Linked DNA regions of Gasterosteus aculeatus: region 1 is linked to region 2. The links are chromatin contacts, called in public Hi-C maps. All regions are on one chromosome and are shown on one strand. The core of a region is the stretch at or near the end of the contact, and the rest is flanking DNA. Distances in the headings are between cores, read along the strand shown. Region 1 overlaps mst1rb (macrophage stimulating 1 receptor b). Region 2 overlaps LOC120835348 (semaphorin-3F).

What was found. A called contact is a pair of places that touch in the nucleus more often than the background predicts.
Region 1: a contact with region 2 is called in a Hi-C map of skeletal muscle, with 7 times the contacts expected there. The contact joins two enhancer-like sites. A contact is called at or near these places in 3 of 6 Hi-C or Micro-C datasets (skeletal muscle and whole body).

Annotation. Positions count from the first base shown.
Region 1 is chr17:21,507,292-21,512,886 of fGasAcu3.hap1.1, forward strand. mst1rb (macrophage stimulating 1 receptor b) reads right to left here. Exons shown (of 20, transcript XM_040203745.2): 13 at 5,364-5,453; 14 at 5,032-5,247; 15 at 4,860-4,940; 16 at 4,569-4,750; 17 at 4,359-4,468; 18 at 4,020-4,185; 19 at 3,293-3,429; 20 at 1,064-2,163. The coding sequence ends at 1,932. Among protein-coding and RNA genes, the nearest start is that of mst1rb, 15 kb to the right of the region's middle. Within about 2 kb of position 3,365, at least 1 of the 9 cell types and tissues checked has open chromatin away from gene starts, as enhancers often do.
Region 2 is chr17:21,440,437-21,446,218 of fGasAcu3.hap1.1, forward strand. LOC120835348 (semaphorin-3F) reads left to right here. Exons shown (of 18, transcript XM_078092474.1): 18 at 1-1,443. LOC120835443 (caM kinase-like vesicle-associated protein) reads right to left here. Exons shown (of 11, transcript XM_040204363.2): 11 at 5,107-5,782. Among protein-coding and RNA genes, the nearest start is that of LOC144388885, 15 kb to the right of the region's middle. Within about 2 kb of position 3,630, at least 4 of the 9 cell types and tissues checked have open chromatin away from gene starts, as enhancers often do.

The DNA of each region.
Region 1 (5,595 bases), core at 2,115-4,614, 67 kb after region 2:
CTCAGTACACATGTAGTAATGTACTGAAGTACCGCAGGAGGTGCTGAGAGCAGTGAGAGCTGTTGATGAGCATTGGACAAAAACAGTTGTTTTCTTCGTGTAGGCCCAAAAGCTGTGCAGTTTAATTATGTTGAATAGGTTCTGTGATTCTCCCGTAAATCTGGTCAGCCGTTTGTGGCCTAGAGTGCAGTACAGTACAGTAAAACCAACACAGCACTTTGCTGCACTGGATGGATTCAGTATCAATGGGTAAATGAAAATATACTCTAATCGTATTCAGGGTGGGTTTCTAGGCTAAATCAGGTTAACACTGCCAGCCCGAAATAAGCTGAATGTGTCAAAAACTACCTCTGTCTTTTGTATATATATATATGTATATGTATATGTATGTATATATATATATATATAATATGATGAGTCTTTCTTCACTGGTCCAACATGGGGTTTAACAAAGGACCTATTTCTTGCCAGTTCCTACTGGAACAAAATCCAAGAGCTCCCAGTTTGGTCCCCACTTATTTGTGAGGGTCTGCCATCATCACACAGCAATCTCACAGATGGCTTTCCCCTGTTCCAATCTTGACACACCACTCGAGCCCTGGTTATTCATGTTGCCTCTAATGAGTCTGCCATACAAAACGTGGAGTATACAGACATAAACTGTGCACGAACCAGCATCAACTGTCTTATATCTGCATTGGTTTGGAGTCCACACAAAACAATCCGAATGGCTGCAAGGGACAAAAATATGTCACGGTGCATGAACCATATTACAGAGGGCCAATTGTGTAGGACCTGGTGGTGAACACAAGCACAGGACAAAGGCCGTAAAGGTTGAGGTGGTCACACAGCTGACAGCAGCACTCTTCACAGGTTCTGCTGTGCTCGCACTCTCCATATCAGAGGCCCCGACATAGCGATTCACTTTGGTTCTTGGCTGCATGAAAAAAAAGAGGAAACTTTATGTTTATTTCCCTCTGGTTTCATTTGACTCCAGTTTTGTTGTGGGGAAAGTGTCTTTGCTGTGTGTGAGATCTGTTTACAGCACTGGGACTTGCTACTGTTTGTTGCTGAGACGTTTATTTGGTTTATTTGTTATATTGACAGATTGGTTGGTTGTTTCTTCCACTCATTTCACTAAAAGTCCAATCATTTGCTCTTCTGCAAAACGGTCTGTGGCATCCAGAGGGCTTTTTGGTTGGTTTTCCGAGAAGGGAAAAAACCTGGGTCATAAATGATGCACACATCAAGAATGCGGCATTCATGTGGCTTGGACCTTCTTCAGAAGCTGAGCAGCGGAAACACAGAGGTCTTCTAACAGAATGCTGCCCTCTAGTGGAGAATGCGACAAATGACATAGAGCAGTTACAGGATAGATTTCTGTGTATAAATTAACCGGTAATGTACATGGTTTGCAAGAAATTTCATATTTACTTGAAATCAAATAAATCTATAAACAAATAAATATTTAAATTTATAACAACATCATAAAGACATTGTGTCAGAAATTAAAGCAACGGGGTGATAACAGATTGCCTCCAGGATATTGCAGTCGAGGTTGTGATCCAAAATATACAGAACAATTACTGCATTGAAAAGGGATAATAGCAAATGTGGGAATGTCGTACCATAAACTTTGCTGCTGTAACAGTACACCATTTTGTAGGTAGTAAAACAACGCTAATCGGCCACCGAATTAGATTGAAAGCTCTGCTTATTGTGACACGTTCCTCAACATCGTAGGCGTAGACATAACATGAGAAGACTGACACAGACTGATACGTATACCAGCTGAAGGCATCTTACCCAATGCCCAGTAAAGAAGGGTCGGCAGCACCTCTGTGTCAGATGCGTTGCTGTAAGAAACACTTTTTTGCGCTCTTGCTGTTAGCACCAATACCATTTTAGAGTCCAGAAAGAGAGAGGGGGGATCAGGACGAGACTGAGCCGGAGTCCTCAACATCTGTGGAGTCTTTTTCGTCGGCAGACTCTGTGAGGGCGGGGTACGGTCGCGGCTGGTCCAGGTTGACGTAGGTGACATTCAAACTGATATAGTGCTCTCCCTCCAGGCTGGAAAGGATGGTGGAGACGGCCAACACCAATGTAGCAAAGCTGGGCCTCAACTCTGGATCAGGGTCCCAGCACTGAAGGATAATGATATACCTAGAAAAGAAAACATGGCAGTCTGAGTCCACTACTGTATATTAACAGTGCGCATGAGAGTTTACTTCCACATTTAGTTATCATTGTTCAGAATTCCGTTCCAGTCACTTTAAAAACACGTTTGGGGTCCTTCCAGAAGCGTATCCTCGTACGTTTTGTCAAATGTACACTCGTGTGTGCGCATAGTTTTTACAAAATCAGAACAGGAAACAACTTACTTAGGTTTAGGCAAAAGTATTTAGTAAAGTTTTGTCTCAAGGAAAAGATCGTGGTTTGGGTTTAAATAACTGTGTAGGTGGCGTTACGTGAGGAATACATTAACATTGAATTCTCATTACAAGAACAGAGGTCAAATGGGTCAAAGGCCGTTTGCATTTGACCCCTGCACCAACACTCCCGACCAGCTAGCTGTTAGCTCTGTAACTAACAATTATCTACTCACATTTACAGTCTAAGCTGAGGCGCCTTTACGGCAGCACAGTGAACAACACACACATTCCCCCAGGTCAATAAAGGATACTTAAAGCTTAGCGTTATGTTTACTGTTGGTTGTAGCTTCATATTTAGTGTACAGACATGAAAGTGAAGTGAAAGTCTTTTCATCTAGCTTTTGTATAGAAAGCTTTATAATACCCCTTTTAATACCCAATGCTGGGGATCTGCATGTGTCCCTTGGTGCTTCTTTCTATTAGGACAGAATAGTTCATTTATTCTCCATCAATCGTTTTTTCACTGTAAAGTCAGACCGGTGTGTGTGTGTGTGTGTGTGTGTGTGTGTGTGTGTGTGTGTGTGTGTGTGTGTGTGTGTGTGTGTGCGTTTTGAGTTGAGTGAAGGTAGAATATGTGTTTAGTAGATGTAAACATTAACTCCCAAGCTGCATTGTTTAACTGTGTTGGAATACTAGGTAGTGGAGAATTTACGATTCTCACACTACTGAGTGACCATGCGAACATTGTGTTATTACTACTTGGACTTTGTTCTTCCGTCTTGTAGTTGTAAATCAGTTTATTATTGCAGTATCTGTAGTAAAGCTCTCAATAAACGGAAGTTGTACAATGGATTTATGCAAAAGTATCGTGTACTATTTAAATCAAGTGTGAACATAATTCTATCACTCCCACTACTTACAAAGGGTCAGGGCAGTACTGAGGCTGGGGAAGCCTCCTGCCCTTCAGTAAGTAATGTGTTATGTCATAAGGGTCCACCTCTGGGTAGGGGCTCGCTCCCCTGGTCAACATCTCCCACATCAGCACACCAAAGGACCACTGCATCCAGAGAGCAAAGGTTACACATGAGCACCAGTACGTTGACATGATGCGAGTGGAGTGGAATAGTTAAACATAATGTTTACCATTATCATAGCTATAATACAACGACAAGGTTATGAATAAAAATTCTTGTGATCCCTTAAACCAAAGGAGTGTCTACGTGCCACTCCTCATCGTAGATCATATCTACTCTGTAACCATTCCAGCCTTTAACTCGTTTACCTGTTGTAATTTTCACATTTTGATAGGCCTAAAGAAATTCATCAAAGGTTAGAAAAACATCAGAAAAAATGTATTTCTGCTTCCGTGTCGTGTTAATCACGGAGTAGAATAGGGATTCCTAACATTTACATATACATTTACAACACTTGATGATGTACATGTAGAGGATAGCAGACGACAGATAGTTGACATTAAAAGAAAAAAGGAAATTTATTGAATCAGACACATAATTACTGCACTCAGATAATGACATTTTATATCTATTTATAAGACACGCGGCATTCGTTAAACATGTATATCCACCCTTTGACAATCACTAAAAAGCTCCTGATTGTATGTAAATCTCACCACCTCAATTTGCTCACCACATCAGACTTGGAGGTGAATTTCTGTGTCTGCAGACTTTCGATTGCCATCCACTTGACGGGCAGCTTAGCCTTCCTGTGGTCCTGAACACTGTAGTACTCCTTATCAAACACATCTCTCGCCATGCCAAAGTCTGCCACCTTCACTGTATATGACTCGTCCAGCCTGAAGACGAAGGCGAAAACGGCATTATAGTTTTGTCAAATTGGCATGTAACAGTGAAACAAGCTCAACCGAATTGTTACCATGAGACAGCAACCTACACTAAATCCAAGACAAATTCCGGCCTTATGGCAAGTAATGAAATGCTGAATCCTCCGTGCATCTTGGTGACTCACATGCAATTGCGTGCTGCAAGATCTCTGTGCACAAACTTCTTCTGAGCTAAATACTCCATCCCCTTGGTAACCTGTAGCCCAAAGCCAATCAGATCCTTGACGGTGGGGTTCTGAACAAGTCCCACAAACACAAAAAAAAGACACTTTGTAAACAGAGGACTGTAGATAAATCAGATGATTCATTTTCACTGATTTCATGCAGGTTCACACCCTTTTCTCGCAGCGTATGAAGTGTCGCAGGTCACCGTGTTTCATGTACGGTAGTACCACTAAAGGGAGTCCCTCCTGCGGCAGGAGAATGCCCAGCAGAGACAGCACATTAATGTGGTGGAAACCCTTCATTATGATCCCTTCCTTTAGAAACTGCTCCACCTCTTCAACATCTGTTATTCCTGGTGACACACACACATTAAAGATTATGGGCTCAGATCAAATGGAAGAAAGCCACTAGGATCACAGTTATGGGAAGGCTTTCTGCAGCAAATACATAATGTTACTCACTGTTCAAAGACTTGACCGCGCAGTGGATTTCTCTGTTGCTGGGGTCTTTGAAGTAGCCATGGTAGACAGTGCCAAAATGACCTACAGGAGGGAGAAATACGCATTGACGAAGCGAAAACAAGGCTTCATAACAAGTGTTTTTGTTTCAGATATAGGCAGTCGGGCTCCTCACCCTTCCCTATGATCCGCTGGTGCTTCACAATGAGCATCTCAGCGGGGATGAGAACATCCTTCACCTCCTCCAGCAGCTCTGGCCTAAAACTGGAGATGGAGATCTTCTCTGAGGGCATGAGGGGGGTGAGGGCAGGATCTATGTTGGCTGCAGCATAGCTCCGGCTGGGGAACACCACCGACCCAACCAGTGGGGTGGGAGGACTCAGTGATACTACTTGTAAAAGTCCAGAGAGAGGGGTTTATTGAGAGTTAGGAGGGTGTGTGGGTCAGAAGCAAACTAGCTGTACTGTATTACAGTGCAGTATGCTAAGTATTCCGCTAGAATGTCACCTCTCCTGTAGTCCCCAACAGGCAAGAGCTCCATGTTATTTGTCCCGGAGCGGCTAGGACTGTGGGTCAAACGGCTCTCTACCATGGAGGCTGAAAAACATGTCATAAGGTTTTTAATCATCAACCCCAGGACATGTACTTCCCATGACACACCAGGGATCCATCCATCCATTGTCAAACCGCTTATCCTGCACACAGGGTCGCGGGGGGGCTGGAGTCCATCCCAGCCAAC
Region 2 (5,782 bases), core at 2,380-4,879:
ATTGGAGGATTGATTGTAAAATGATCCAGTGTCTTTGCAGCTATTCAGCCCAGACACCCATTTGGATTATTGAAATCTCAACAGCACTGGCCACAACTTCAAGTTTAAAAAGATCTGTTTGTCGAATCAAATCTATGACGTAATAGGGGCTATTTTTAAATGCAAACATCTTTGAAATGAGATCGAGGTGCAATAAAAGTCACGGTTCTGCACAAGGGGCATTATTTCTTAACTTTGAGGGGACTTTGGCTGGGGCCAAATGCAAAAAGCACACTCGGGCAAGTATAGTTGATAGTTCTGTAAAAAAAAAAAAAACATCCAGTTGAAGATGTCAAAGAGATGCAGCGTTCAGACAACAGCTCTGAGACTCTATTGTCATCTATTGTCTTTTTCTCCTTTTACATGTGGAAAAAAACACATATACACAACAAAGCATTGTAACAATGTTGTGACACTAACCAAGATATTGGGAAGCTGGCTTTCATTGTGTGCATGAACCTGTATTTGTCCTGTAATTCTGATAAGATACTATGTGGTATTCTTTCCTGCTTTTCATCTCTCTGGCTGTACGGTCGCTGAGGGACATTCCTGGGGACATTGGGGAAAATAAATGCTTTAAAGAAACACCCTCAATACAAATATACCTTATATAAGCACGATGCATCTTTTCATTGACATTGAAATACATTTTGGATTTTGTTAATTAAGTGAAATACGATTCGGTTAGCACATAATGAGATACCGTCTTATTCAATGGCATATGAAGTATGAAGGTGCAGTTATTATATTAAGGTGTGTCATGGTCCTATCCAGAATTGTTATGCTCCTCAAAAGCAGTAAAGCATTTCTCCTTTGAGGGAAATTAATGCCATTTTCATGTATAAGACACATGTGGAATTTATATATCATTCTGATATGTTGAGGCTTTTAATACAGCGTGTCTCATATTCAGGCTGCTATGAATTCCTTTGGGAAGATGCATCAATCATTCATACCCAGGTATATCTATCTGCTCCTCGTGTCTGTCTGCATTCCCACAATCCACCACAGTTCCTGGTTCTCTGCTCCAGATGAGACCAGGGGTTATATATACAACAAACGAAAAAAAAGACACAAAGAAAGGTTGTACAATTCTTTTTTTTTTTTTTTTAGAAAACGTCTGTAGTTTTTGAATGTTTATTGTTTGTTTTTGTACTTCTGCATCATCAGACTTTATGGAAAAAAAGAAAAAACTAAATGCACAAAGGTGATGTTCTTGTAATGGCTTGTGTAAATGACGCTCTCTTCCCTTTCCGTTGTTGTTGCCGACTAATAAATTAAAGCTCTATATTTTATAAGAATGGAATGCTCCCCCCCCTTCATTGTGATTGGCTTGATCCTGGTTGTTTTCCATGTTCTGCCCAGAATCCCCTGGATCCTTGGAATAAAGTTCTACCTGTTAAAGAGATATGTATGCAGATTTGTATAAAACATACACATTGCATTTATATTTATTATCGGAAAGTAAAACACGTCGCCAGGGAAGGACGCAGGGGGATAAATGCTCGGTTTTAGTCGGTGTCTGTACCTCTATACCTATATAGATAGGTTCATAATCCTTGAGCAGTTAATATGTTCGGATGAGCTTGTATGTGAAGGTTAATTACTTGAATGATAGATGTTGAGCTAGATAATGAGAATTTATCTGTGGGAGATCGCGCAAGCTTTAAACCAATACTTATTTATCAAAAAGTTGAGCCTATTACACCAATTCGCCTTTACAACAAAACTGTTGTTAAAAAAAGCCACTGACCAAACATGGTTATTGTATAACATGATGCACGCTGCCTCTATTAGACATGCACGTGCTCAACGGTTGGCTCCATTCTCTCAGCGACAGTGGCCTGCAGCTCTCTTTCATCCGTCTCCTGGAGGTCCTGTGCTTTCTCGCCTTTCAGCGCACACTCAGCCAGAGAATGTTACAGTCCTGCACAAGCGTGTCATTGTTCCCAACCGTTAGATGCAGCAGTCACAGCTGGATGATGCCCTCTTCCACCTCCAGGAAATAGGCCATAGGCGAATGTGGGCCTCGCCTTTGAAAGTTTAATGTCATGCAATGGTGCACACCATGTTGTGTGGTGATGTTACAATACATTTGAATTTACTTTGATTCCGTGCATGTTCCATATCTGGCTCTCGGACACAAAGGGTTCTTTACACCCGCCGGTCGACCACAGTTCAAATTGGCCGATATGGCTAAACTTTTCATCTATTGACAAATATTTCATGTATCTCCTAGTTTCTGAAGATCCCTTTCTTCGTAGGTTTGCCAAATGTTGTGACTTGAGACCAGATTCTGTTAAACCAGTTGAATCAGAAGGAATGTGTGTTTGGTGCCGTTTGGCTCACATCAGCGTGTTTTAGGGTGAGATAGTTAAGCCCGTCAGAATTTTGCTTGTCATTTAAGCCCTGATGACTCCTAAACACACATTCTCCCACAACAATCTAGGACAAAGTATACATGATTTATTATTTATGGATGACATACAAAAAAATGTGGGAACTTGTTTTGTGCCACAAAATAAATAGAATTTTAATTAAATTCAACCGAGCAAACACAATGATAAAATAATAATAAGGAAATTCCCATCCTTTCTCTTTTTCTATACATCATACAGATGATAATAATGTAATGTAATATTCTTGCAAAATCCCCAAAAACAATCAATCAAATGGGCATTTGGGAAGTATAAAATGTTACAACAGAATTCAGAGCAAATATGAATGCAGAAAACTCCAGAAAAGACCACCTCAGGTGCTTCATAATCCATTACATAAAAAACTAGGAAACCTGCTTGAAGAGCAGATAACATGTGTTCTGTATTTGACTGCAATGTCATAAATGTGTGCACTATAAGGACAACATGTAGACGCTGGTTTGGGCATCCGCATGTGATTTTAATTTAATATGTATCCCGCAAAAGTTATCCCATAAAAGAATTTCATCTGCTCAATTCAGCCCAATGACATATTGTAAAAAGTGGAGATGAGAACCTGTCTGCAGACTCCTTTTCACCCTAGAATGTGAGAATAATCCTTCCAGAACAAAGCAGAGGGAGGTCAGATGTTTTGGGAAACCATCAGGCATCAGATGACATTTGGGCTTTAGAGGACTGTAGTCCCCCATTTTCATTACTCTGCTCCCTTCGCTTATCTGATCCCTGTCAAGGAGCAGCGAGGCAGAGGAGTGGACAGTCCTGAGCACAGTGGCTGTTCAAGTCATATCTGCATTATCGTGGCGCAGGGGTAGTGAGGGTGCACTGGGAACCATCAAGGTTGGTGGTTCGAGTCCTGGCTGCCCCATGTCCTGTGTCAAAGTGTCCCCGAGCAAGACACCTAACCCCTAATTGCTCCCTGGACAAAATGAAGAAGCCGTGGGTTAAAAATGTAATGTTAGTTGCTTTGGATAAAAGCGTCAGCTAAATGACTTCAAATCCAGCTGCCTCGGAATCAGAAACCAAAGGGCTGATCCACATTTAGGGAATTCCACGACAAAGTTGACCCGACCCGACCTGATCAGACATGTGCACCATTCTTCAGAAAGCAACAGAGGTGCGGTTCTACAGGGTATTGTCTCCACAGCGGCACGTCGCATGACCGTGCCAAGCGATGACATCACCAACACCATTCAATTGACTTTTTCTAATGTGGAATGTTATCGGGGAGTCGGATCTGGTGCTCGGTGTCTCTCACGGTGCGGAGCAGTAGAGCACTCTGCATTGTTGGAAAAGAGAGACTTTTGGATAGTGAGAGTTTTTAATGTATTGAAACTCGCTCACAGGGATGAACCTGCCTGAACCTGGAATCCATCACAAACAGGGTTGCAGAGTTTAGCTCTTAAAGTGACTGGCTGCTACATTTGATGCATCACCCCATATTCTAGACATATTTTTAGGCTCTCTCATCCAGTAACTCCATACGGATTAGGCTGTAGGGACGTGATGCGAAGCAGGGAAAAGAGGGAACAATACTGCTCTCTGTTGTTTCTTTAGGGTCATAACAGGATTGCACATTATCAACCAGCAGGTGGCGTATTGTGACAGTGTCTGCTGTACCTTTGGGTCTGAAACAGCAAGGCTGGTGGGAAAAGTCTCAATAGTGCTCCAACCAACTGGCTAATATCTGAAACATTTTGTCATTAACCTTCATAAATGATTGTTCGTCGATTAAGCTATAGACGCGTTCCCATCTGACATTAATATTCATAACAGTTAATTGTTGTTATATTAGAAAATAACCCCCGTTTTTTTGGCCATCTAATGAACCTCAGCGGCATGCTGAAAGCTGAGACAGTCAACCGATAAGGGGAGCTGCTGTGATTGATTGTTTTTCTTAATCCCTAAACGCCAATGAATGGATGTTACAAAGCGAACGCATTAATCATTATCAAGATTCTTGGAATATTGTCATCATTATGCCTGGTAGTTTCCTAAAATGGAAACATCATCAGAAGTGTCCGTATTACAATTATTGTGGCCGTAGATGGATTCTTGCTTGCTGTTACTTAAACATTTCCAAAAAATAACTCAATGTGCAACTAATGTCTTGGATACTATTTTAGTTTAGTTAGAATTATAATAGAATTACTATTTTCTTTTGAGAGGATTGTATTTTGTATTTTCCTTCTGTCAAAGACACATTTCTTCCCGAAGTGATGAAAGGACACAGGGGCACACTTACGATCCCCCTGAGCCCCGATGAGTGTATGGATGGCTGCACATCTGTCTATGATGGACGTGAAAAAGAGAGATAATCTCCCACCAGGAAGCCTTTTGAGGCCCTGCAAAGTCAGCTCTCTGCATCATTATTCCAACAAGATGAAATTCAAGTATCATCTAAGTGTCACCAAACGGCACTACTGGGAACACAGGTTCACACCCCACCAGGACGGCTGCTACGCTTGTGCTAAGTGAGTGTAACACAGATCCTCTTCTACAGCAGATGACGAAGGTTTTTTCCCCACATTTATTTGAGACAATCCTCCAGATCTCACAGAGCCGTCCTTTTGGAGAGACTCGATGTCGCGTCCGTCCACTCTGAAGCGGAATGAAGAGGATTACTGATAAATAAACAGATGAAATAGAATTTTATTTTTTTACCATTAAAGTCATCACCCTAGTCAAGTAGTACAGTAAAGAGCTCACAAAATGCAAGACAGGACCTACAGGTGACCACTGGTCCTGGCAAACACCACATCTACAAATACACCTGTAAGTGCGCGGCGAAATGAACAGAGGTGGAATATTAAATACAGTGAGGAATGCATTGTGGGGGTGGGGAGAGGAAAGCCTTGCTTTAAACTGTGTAACAGTGTTCAAACTGTATTTATTTGCCATCCAAACAAAGAAAACAGGCAACATGAAATAATCTGATTACTTTTATAGTCTCTGATATTCTTCACTTTAAGCCTCTACTCTAAATATATATTAAACAATGTAAGAAATCAAATAGTTGTATATTCTGAATGATCGGCCTGTCTAAGCACAATTTCAAAGTAGATACATGTATGATAAAGTAAATATGGATATTCCACAGATATTAACGGTTTTCTTCCAAAGTTCAGTTTCATCTAAAATGCACATTTTCATATAAATTCACAGGTGTTCACAGTTGACAACAGATTGGAAATGTTATACTTTGGACATGGAATCTGATCATTACATTGACAATGATGCTGCTGTATTCATACATAGATCGACAAGTTATCTATGTGACAAAAGTAAGAGATCATATGTCAGCGTTT